Regions from separate parts of the Sus scrofa genome. Here regions 1 and 2 are each linked to region 3. The links are chromatin contacts, called in public Hi-C and promoter capture Hi-C maps. All regions are on one chromosome and are shown on one strand. Each heading gives the region's core, a stretch centred on a gene start, on an enhancer-like site or on the middle of the called end of the contact. The rest is flanking DNA. Distances are from core to core; before and after follow the strand shown.

Region 1 (2,700 bases), core at 4-2,503, 330 kb after region 3:
ACCCCAGCTCAGCCAAAAGGAACTGAGACCTTCACCACCTTCTCTAAAATCTACCCCCACTTTTCGCTCAGGAGCCAAGCTCTGCCGATATCCCTGATTAGCCCGCAATCCTACCCCCCACCGTGAAGCCCACCGCCGAGATCAGAGAACACAGGTCTCCTGATACTTCGGGTCTCTGAATCCTCTGGAGAGGGGGGCAGGCGTTCTGAGGAGCCCCAGGACCAGTGTGCCTCTTTACCTGCAGCCGCCGCCCGCCCCTCCTAATTCAACCTCGCCGGGCCGGGGGTGCTGCGGAGGACCCAATGCGGTGGCAGCGCTGGGCTCCGAGATCGCGAGGACCGCTCGTGCCGCAGCGCCCCTCGGGCCCGTCGCTGTCCAGTCCCGCCGACCCCACTCACCCCGGCCCCCCGGCCGCCGCTCTGCTCCAGTCCTCTTCCCCGAACCTGCTCCTACCTCCCCCGCCCGCCCATTGGCCCCACGCCGGGTGCGTCACTCCAGGGCCTGCACCAATCCACCGCGGCCTGCGCGCTGTGATCCCGCCCCACCCTCCCGCCGACTGCCAGCCAATCAGGCGCGAGCCTCGCCAGGGCAGCCCAAACCCCCGAGGAAGAGCCAATGGCAGAGGAAGACAAGAGCTGCCGGCGAGAGGGGCGGGGAGCTGGGAGGCCCCGCCTCGGTCGGGGTCTGAAAGCGGCGGGCGCAGGGCCCGGATGTGGAGAGTCACTTTAAACTGCTCCAGGAGCCAAACTCCCTGGGCCGCCCGCCCGCCCGCGCTCCCCCGGCCTCTCAGCTTCCCCGCCAAGGCCCACGCCCGCCACGCCCCCAAGCCCAACTCAGCCCAGCCTTCCCGACGGCTTTCCATTCCTTGTCGCAGGACACCCGGCCCCTGCAGCCGGCCCAACTGCCGTGCTCAGTTCACGAAAGAGTACAGGTCCGCGCCGCAGAAAACGAGGCACCGCTGCCCTTCTCTGGGGACGCGCAGCGGGACGGACGCTGCAGCCCGGCTCGGCCGCCCCGCCCCCTCGTCTCCTCCCCTCCCCTTTCCCTCCCCTCCTGGGCGCACGTCCCGCCATTACCTGAGTGCTGCGCCGAGTGGCCGCCTTGCCGCCTCGAGCTGGTTCCCGTGCGCTCTCCGCCTGCGGAGCCGACGTCCTCGGGCTCCAGGACCCGCCGCCGCCGCCGAGGCGCTAGCACTCGGTCCCCCACCCCTCTGCCCAGCGCCGCTGCTTCCGCCGCCGTAACGAGCCTCTCACCCACTGGCTGGGGTAGGCCCCGCCCTCATCCGGGAAAGCCAATCACCGTTCAATATGAGTGGAGAGCGGACGGGCCTGCCCCTCGGGGCTGCAGAGGCCTCTGGGAAAGGTAGTTCTGGTGCTGAGAAGGCGGGCCTGGGCGGGGCGTCCTGGCGACCCGGCCGAAGCAACACACCCCTTAGCTATTTAGCGACGGTTCTGCCGTTTTTCTTTGCCTAGTGAAAAGCTGCTACCCTTTTGCCTCATGTGATGGCACCAGGTTTCATTTTTCCGAGGGAGTTGCGGCGCGGGAATAGGGTAATGGAGGCCGACTGCAGCGTACCGAAGGGGCCGCAGGCAGGGCTGAGGGTTTTCCGGACTGTACTGGATTCTCCGCGCTGCGTGTGGGACTTGATGTCCCCATTGAGGCCATGACCCGCGAAGCTTGAGCGTCATGGGAGGCTCGGGTGCACGGAAACGAAGGGACTCAGTCGGGTTTGCACTGGCCTCGCTGCGTGGGGAACTTGGCCGGGAGCCGAGCACACTCGGGTTAAAGCGGGCTCGGAGAGGTGCCTTTGGCGCAGGACTCAGGCGCGGTGCACCTGCTCAGACTTTCCGGATTACGGAGAAGCGGAGGGAGGTGGTGGTGATTTGTTTTGTTTGGGGTAGAGTGTTGGAGTTATACGGCTGTGGAAGTCTTAGCCAAAGCTGCGAAAGCAGAATGAGTCTGATACTAGAGATTATGTCCCTCCGCCAATCTTCCTAGACGGTAAATTAGTCTGGAGTTTTGCGATAGGAAATAAATGGGGCTCAAATCCCTTCTTCCTTTCGTGCACAGCTACATTCTTAGTACAAAAAGGGCAGCTCAAGGCTATGCCCCCTCTCCTTTCTCAAGACATCTTCCTTTCTAACACTCTTCCCTTCTCACATTTCTTCTATAAGTAACTGACGTGATATACTTTAGCCATCTCTCTCCTAGACTCTGCCTGCTCCTGCCTCTTCTTACACTGCTCCCTCCACTAACCTACTCACCTTCACTCAGTGGTCCTTGCTTAGTTTAAGAGCAGGAATTCCTCCTTAAAATGGTCTTCCCTTGGCCTCCAGAACCACACTCTCTCCTGATTCTTCTTCTGCCCCTATTCAGCTGTTTTATACTTCTCTTTTCTCCAAGGCTCCGACCCTCTCTTAATGCTACACTATCTTCCTAAGTAGCTTAATACACTCTCACAATTTACAGCATCATTCTTCTGCATTTTTTTCTGTCTTTTATCTTTTTAGGGCCGCACCTGTGGCACATAGAGGTTCCCAGGCTTGGGGTCTAATCAGAGCTATAGCTGCCGGACTATGCCACAGCCACAGCAACGTCAGATCTGAGCCACGTCTGCGACCTACACCACAGCTCGTGGAAACGCCAGATCCTTAACCCACTGATGGAGGCCAAGGATCCAACCCACAACCTCATGGTTCC
Region 2 (2,700 bases), core at 3-2,502, 380 kb after region 3:
TTAAAACAGAGAGTGAAAAGCTCTGTAAAGTGGTGAATTAGAAAACAATTCTTGGGAGTTCCCATCGTGGCTCAGTGGTTGATGAACCCAACTAGCATCCATGAGGACAAGGGTTCCACCCCTGGCCTTGGTCAGTGGGTTACGGATCTGGCATTATTATGAGCTGTGGTGTAGGTCACAAACGTGGCTCAGATCCCAAGTTGCTGTGGTCTGGTGAAGGCTGGAGGCCACAGCTCCTAGCCTGGGAACTTCCATATGCCGCTGGTGCAGCCCTAAAAGACAAAAAAAAAAAAAAAAAAAAGAAAGAAAACAATTCTCTTTTTTTGTGGAAAGCATCACATGAAAAGGGGCAAAAAACACACAATGGACAGCCACTAACACAAAATCTCCCTCAAGAAATAAACTTAAAATGGTCATTTCCAGTTCTTAAAATTATCTGCACTCCTTTTATTCCAGCAAGGAACTGAAAACCCAACAGTCAGCTAGAGGTTCTTAAGCACAGTACAAATTGAGGGGGGTGTTTTAGTCCTTGTTCTGTCTGGCATTCTCAAGGGAAGGACTGTACGCCACAATCGAGTCAGTTAAAATTGTACACTTTCTTAAATTACTTTTTAATGTACTTTTGGTTTCTAGTTCACTTTATTAGTTAAAAAATACCCTCCAAAGATGTATTCATATCTGGCGGCTAAAATGATCTGCCCAATGTCACATATGCTAAAACAATTTTACACAGATTTATATTTTCAAAAAAAAAAAAAAAAAAGAAGCAAAGGACAAAGTAATCATTGCAGATTAAGTTGCCACTGACCGTATAAAATAAGCTAAATCGTTTCATAAAATTTAAAAAAATCTTCCTTTCCCTTGCTCCCTGGAACGAAAGCTATCGAAATCTAAGGTTTAAAATAAAGTCGAAGATGCTCAAAAACATTGTCACTTTGTCCTTTACTGTGCAACAGCTTTTTTAATAAAGGGTTTAAGGAAGTAGACTTTGAAGCTCCTCCGAGTCCCAATCTGCAAAAAGTATGAAACCCCTTTCCGGTCGCACCACGTGGTGAAGCTTTTGGGTCTTAGCTGCCTGCCTAAACAACGCCCCAGGACTTGCAGACCCGAGCCTCCGTGGCTATACTAAACAGCTGGAAGCTACAAAAGAGGCGTGGCCTTCTCGGATGTAAGATGGCGGCCGCGCGACGCTCTGGGCGGTCCCCGCCGTGACTCAGTAGCCGGAAGTCCTCCGACTCCAGCCAGTAGGAAGCGGAAGTAAAGGGCGGTCGGCTGCTGGTCTTTAGCTTTGCGAGGCCGGCTTGTGAGCCGAGCCGCGGGAAAGGCGCGTGTCGGCCGCTCACTGGCGCAGCTGCTGCCCTCTCCGCAGCTGCCCCGCCCCACCCCGCTCCACCCTGCTCCGGCCTTGTCCCAGGTGCCGTCGCAGACGGAGCGCGGCCCCGGCATGGGCTGGAAAGGGGCTGCGGGCGGCGCGTGTGCCGCCGCTGCGCGGCCGGTGACAGGTACCCCTTGGGTGGCGTGGGACGGTCTCGCGGTCAGGAGAGGGTCTGGGGCACGAGGCGATTCCGTGTCCCGGTCACCTTGCGCTTCCGTTTCTTCCCTGACTCAGTTTCCCCTCCCGTGTCCCAACCTTCCCCCCTCAATGCGAGTGACCCGAGTTATCCCTCAGTGTCTTCTGGGCAAGGTATCGTTTGTGCGAGGGTAGCCGCAGGCTCTCTCTACCCCTTTGAGCCTTCATAGAAGAGCTTGGAGACCCATGTGCTCAAGTGCAGACGCAGGTGGGGGAAGTGCCCTGACATGCATTTAGATTAAGCCTGACCCTAAGTAGGTTGAGAACCAGCAGTTTGCAGGACCCCGATAGGAGAACGAACGGAACTTTTTATAGATTTCTCTTTTCCCTAAAATGAATTCAGGTGCTGAATATAGGTTGCCGTTTTCATTTAATACGAGGATCCGTTGGCTGGAAATTGGATGATCCGGTTTCACTTTTAGTGTGGGACCTGCCAGAGGAGTAAGATCTGCGTACATCGCCAATAAGTTATGGGTGTGAACTGTTCATGTTCTTTGGCCAGAAACTCTAGATTGTTTTGCATTTCTTGCCAGATTTGAGAACTAGCATATTTTGTTCATTGGAGGTCGTGGGGTCTTATGCCTTCCTGTGCTACACTATTTTGGAAAAATTCATCATGCGCTTGGCTGTCCAATTGTAGTGTGATGTTTGAAGACATTTTAAATAGCTATATGACAACACTACAAAATTTGGGATAATTATAGCCTTTCCATTTGACTTGCTTTTGATGAACTTAGCTGAAACTCATTTTTATTAAAGGAAATAAACATTGCTTTGTACAGTACCATGGCGTCTTCACAATGCATGTTTAACTTGAGGGAAATAAACTGGAGAAAATTCTATTAGACTTTTTCTCCAGTTACTGGTGGTCGTTTTCATATCAGATATACAATATCTCTTTTTAATTGGAAATTAGGTGTTTTTGGTTCAGGGCAAATGAGTTTTGCTAAAAGGTATAAATGTATATTAAGTTTAATTATTTCAGAAGTAAGTTTATTTCTCAAGAGTGAGTACTTCCTAATATTTTCCCTCGCTCTTGTCATACATGTTGAAACTCAGATGGCTGTTTTTTTACTTGGAGGGTGCAAGTGGTTTTTTTAAAATTTTATTTTAAAGCATTTGGTAGCTAT
Region 3 (2,700 bases), core at 189-2,688:
GAGAAAATGAAAGAACAAAGGAAAGCAGTCAAGCAAGACAAAATAATAATAATTTATCCATAAAACAAAGTCAAGGACCATTAGTTCCTCCTCAAGGGCTATACACAATACCCTGAGCCATATCTTTGAGTGGTTTTGTGGGTAATAAAACCTCCATCAGCTGGAAAAAGTTAACTGCATGTTCACTACCAGCATGTAGACCCCAGACTGGTTGGAATCAGAAGGCTGATGACTGAGATTCCTAAAACATCACCCTGTTACCTCACCAACAACCATTCAGAGAAATGTGCATGAGCACAATCATGCAGCCAGTAACCCTCCCCTCACACTACCTTTAAAAATCCTTCCCTAAAAGCCTATACGGGGAGTTCCCATTGTGGCTCAGAGGGTTAAGAACCCAACTAGTACCCATGAGGATGCGGGTTCATAGGCTGACAGCTGCAGCTCCAACTCGACCCCTAGCCTGGAAACTTCCATGTGCTGCAGGTGCAGCCCTAGGAAAAAAGAAAAAAAAAATGAAACTGAATTGTACTGTTTCTTTTTTTTTTTTCTTGCTTTTGCTCTTTAGGGCTGTACCCTCCGCATATCCAAGATCCCAGGCTACGTGTCTATTCAGAGCTACAGATTCCGGCCTGCAACAGCACCACAGGATCCGAGCTGCATCTTCGTCCTACACCACAGCTCACAGCAACCAACCCACTGGGCAAGGTCAGGAACTGAACCTGCATCCTCACGGATACAGTTGGATTCATTTCCGCTGAGCCATGACAAGAACTCCTGATTTGTACTGTTCCTGCAAGAAAGAAAAGAAAAGAGCAAAAGCAAAGAAAAAGCAAAGCCTCTTGGGTCAGGTCATCTGAGACACAGTGCTTGGTGCCCTGCAAAACACACTGCTCTTTCCTCCACCACAACACAGTGTCAGAGTGGCTTTGCTCATTGGACAAGTGGACCAGGTTTTGGTTCAGGAAAACAGACAATGTTATGGGAATTTAATGGGGAAAATTGGTTATACAGATAACAGACTGAAAATCCAGAGATAACAACAGCAGAAAGCCATTAATACCTACCTCTTCATATTGCACAAAGGAGTGTTGTTATCGGCTGGGGTCACCCAGGGGAAGCCAGTACCAGGTGGTAAGGCGCTAGTACAGCCAGACTCTGTAGACTGAGTTTCCCTTACCATTGGCTTTAGAGGCAGCCATCTCAGACCAGATGAGAGCAAGATCAGAATGACCTGACATGTCAGGAAACTGGGACCCAGAAATGTCAGGAACACAGAACGGTGGACAAGAAATACATGACATGCCGCTTGAAAGACTCAAAAATATTGCCAAGCCTCTGCTAAAATGCGAGAAAAGCAAATTGGTGGGGGTGGCCAGTTAACTCTTCAACTCTGTAGCTTTTCCAAAGAAATTACCTAAAGTCCTGCAGTGAGGTTTTTAAAAAGTTAAATTTATTAAGATAGAGGTTAGCGTAATTATAAGAAACACGTAAGTCTGGAGTAGCCTCCCCATTTCCCCCAAAGGCAACATCTTGGAAAAACTACTGCACATCTCAACAGGATACAGATATCCATTAGGTCAAGATACATTAAGTATCCCTCAAGTTCTTTCATAGCCGCACAGACTCACCCCCCCCCCCAACTTTTAATGCTTCCACGATTTATCCAGGACTTAAGGGCGCCTACACCGTACCAAAGACTGCCGAGTGCCGGCACAAGTGGAACCTCCAGAACTAGCTTCACAGTAGTCTGCTAAGACAGTAGATCCTCAGGCTCCGCCCCTTCCGTCATGGCCGACCAACAGCCGCTGGAGGGCCGAACCGTTTCCAACAGCAACTGAATAGAACCGGAAGCGGGCGGCAGTCCACCCCTCCCAGGAGCCGCTGTCCAAGATGGCGGACCTCCACCGCCAACTACAAGAGTATCTGGCGCAGGGGAAAGCGGGTGGGCAGGCGGCTGCTGAGCCACTGCTAGCCACGGAAGAGAAGGAGGAGCCCGAGGCGGGGGCCGGAGCGACGGGGGCGTGGTTGGGCCGCGCAGGCCTGCGTTGGACTTGGGCGCAGAGCCCTGCGGAGCCGGCGGCGGCGGCAGCAGGACCGACGTGCTTGCCAAGCCTGACGCGCACTCAGCGGCTGGTGGCGAGCGGGGTGTGCCTGCTAATGGCCGCGCTCTGCTTCGGCCTTGCTGCACTCTACGCGCCCGTGTTGCTGCTGCGCGCCCGCAAGTTCGCGCTGCTCTGGTCCCTGGGCTCGGTGCTGGCCCTAGCGGGCGGCATGATCCTGCGGGGCGGCGCTGCTTGCGAACGTTTGCTGCGCGGCGAGGAGGTGCCGTCGCGGCCGGCGCTGCTCTACGTGGCCGCGCTGGGAACTACGCTGTACGCGGCACTGGGTCTGCGCAGTACGTTGCTCACGGGGCTGGGCGCCTGCGCGCAGGTGGCCGCGCTGCTGGCTGGGCTCTGCGGACTGCTGCCCCGGGGCACAGGCACGGCGCTGCGCCTCACTCTTGGGCGCCTGGGCCCGGGCGCCGCCCTCGCCAAGGCGCTACCTGTGTGAGAGGCCTAGGGCCCGCGCCATCGGAAAGGACGCATCGTCTGCTCCGGGACTCGCTGTCGGGAGATCACGCCAAGCCAGCCACCGGGGCCCAGCGCCTGCCGAGCCGAGGACTGCAACCTCCGGTTCCCAGACCGCGCGGAGCAAATG

The links. Promoter capture Hi-C pulls out the DNA fragments that hold promoters and counts their contacts. Hi-C and Micro-C count contacts between places; a contact is called where the count stands out from the background.
Region 1: a Hi-C map of liver shows a contact between it and region 3, with 4 times the contacts expected there. The contact joins the promoter of SAP130 here to the promoter of SFT2D3 in region 3. A contact is called at or near these places in 1 of 5 promoter capture datasets (fetal liver), 4 of 47 Hi-C or Micro-C datasets (embryonic fibroblasts, heart right ventricle, liver and 1 more) and 1 of 2 datasets of contacts at active chromatin or transcription factors (alveolar macrophages).
Region 2: a promoter capture Hi-C map of liver shows a contact between it and region 3, with 6 times the contacts expected there. The contact joins the promoter of UGGT1 here to the promoter of SFT2D3 in region 3. A contact is called at or near these places in 2 of 5 promoter capture datasets (fetal liver and liver) and 1 of 47 Hi-C or Micro-C datasets (heart right ventricle).

Annotation. Positions count from the first base shown.
Region 1 is chr15:59,310,954-59,313,653 of Sscrofa11.1, reverse strand. It overlaps SAP130 (histone deacetylase complex subunit SAP130), which reads right to left and starts at 1,253. Exons shown (of 21, transcript XM_021076325.1): 1 at 1,077-1,253.
Region 2 is chr15:59,263,605-59,266,304 of Sscrofa11.1, reverse strand. It overlaps UGGT1 (UDP-glucose:glycoprotein glucosyltransferase 1), which reads left to right and starts at 1,252. Exons shown (of 40, transcript XM_021075942.1): 1 at 1,252-1,502. The coding sequence starts at 1,445.
Region 3 is chr15:59,642,154-59,644,853 of Sscrofa11.1, reverse strand. It overlaps SFT2D3 (vesicle transport protein SFT2C), which reads left to right and starts at 1,438. Exons shown (of 1, transcript XM_005671832.3): 1 at 1,438-2,700. The coding sequence starts at 1,894. The coding sequence ends at 2,553.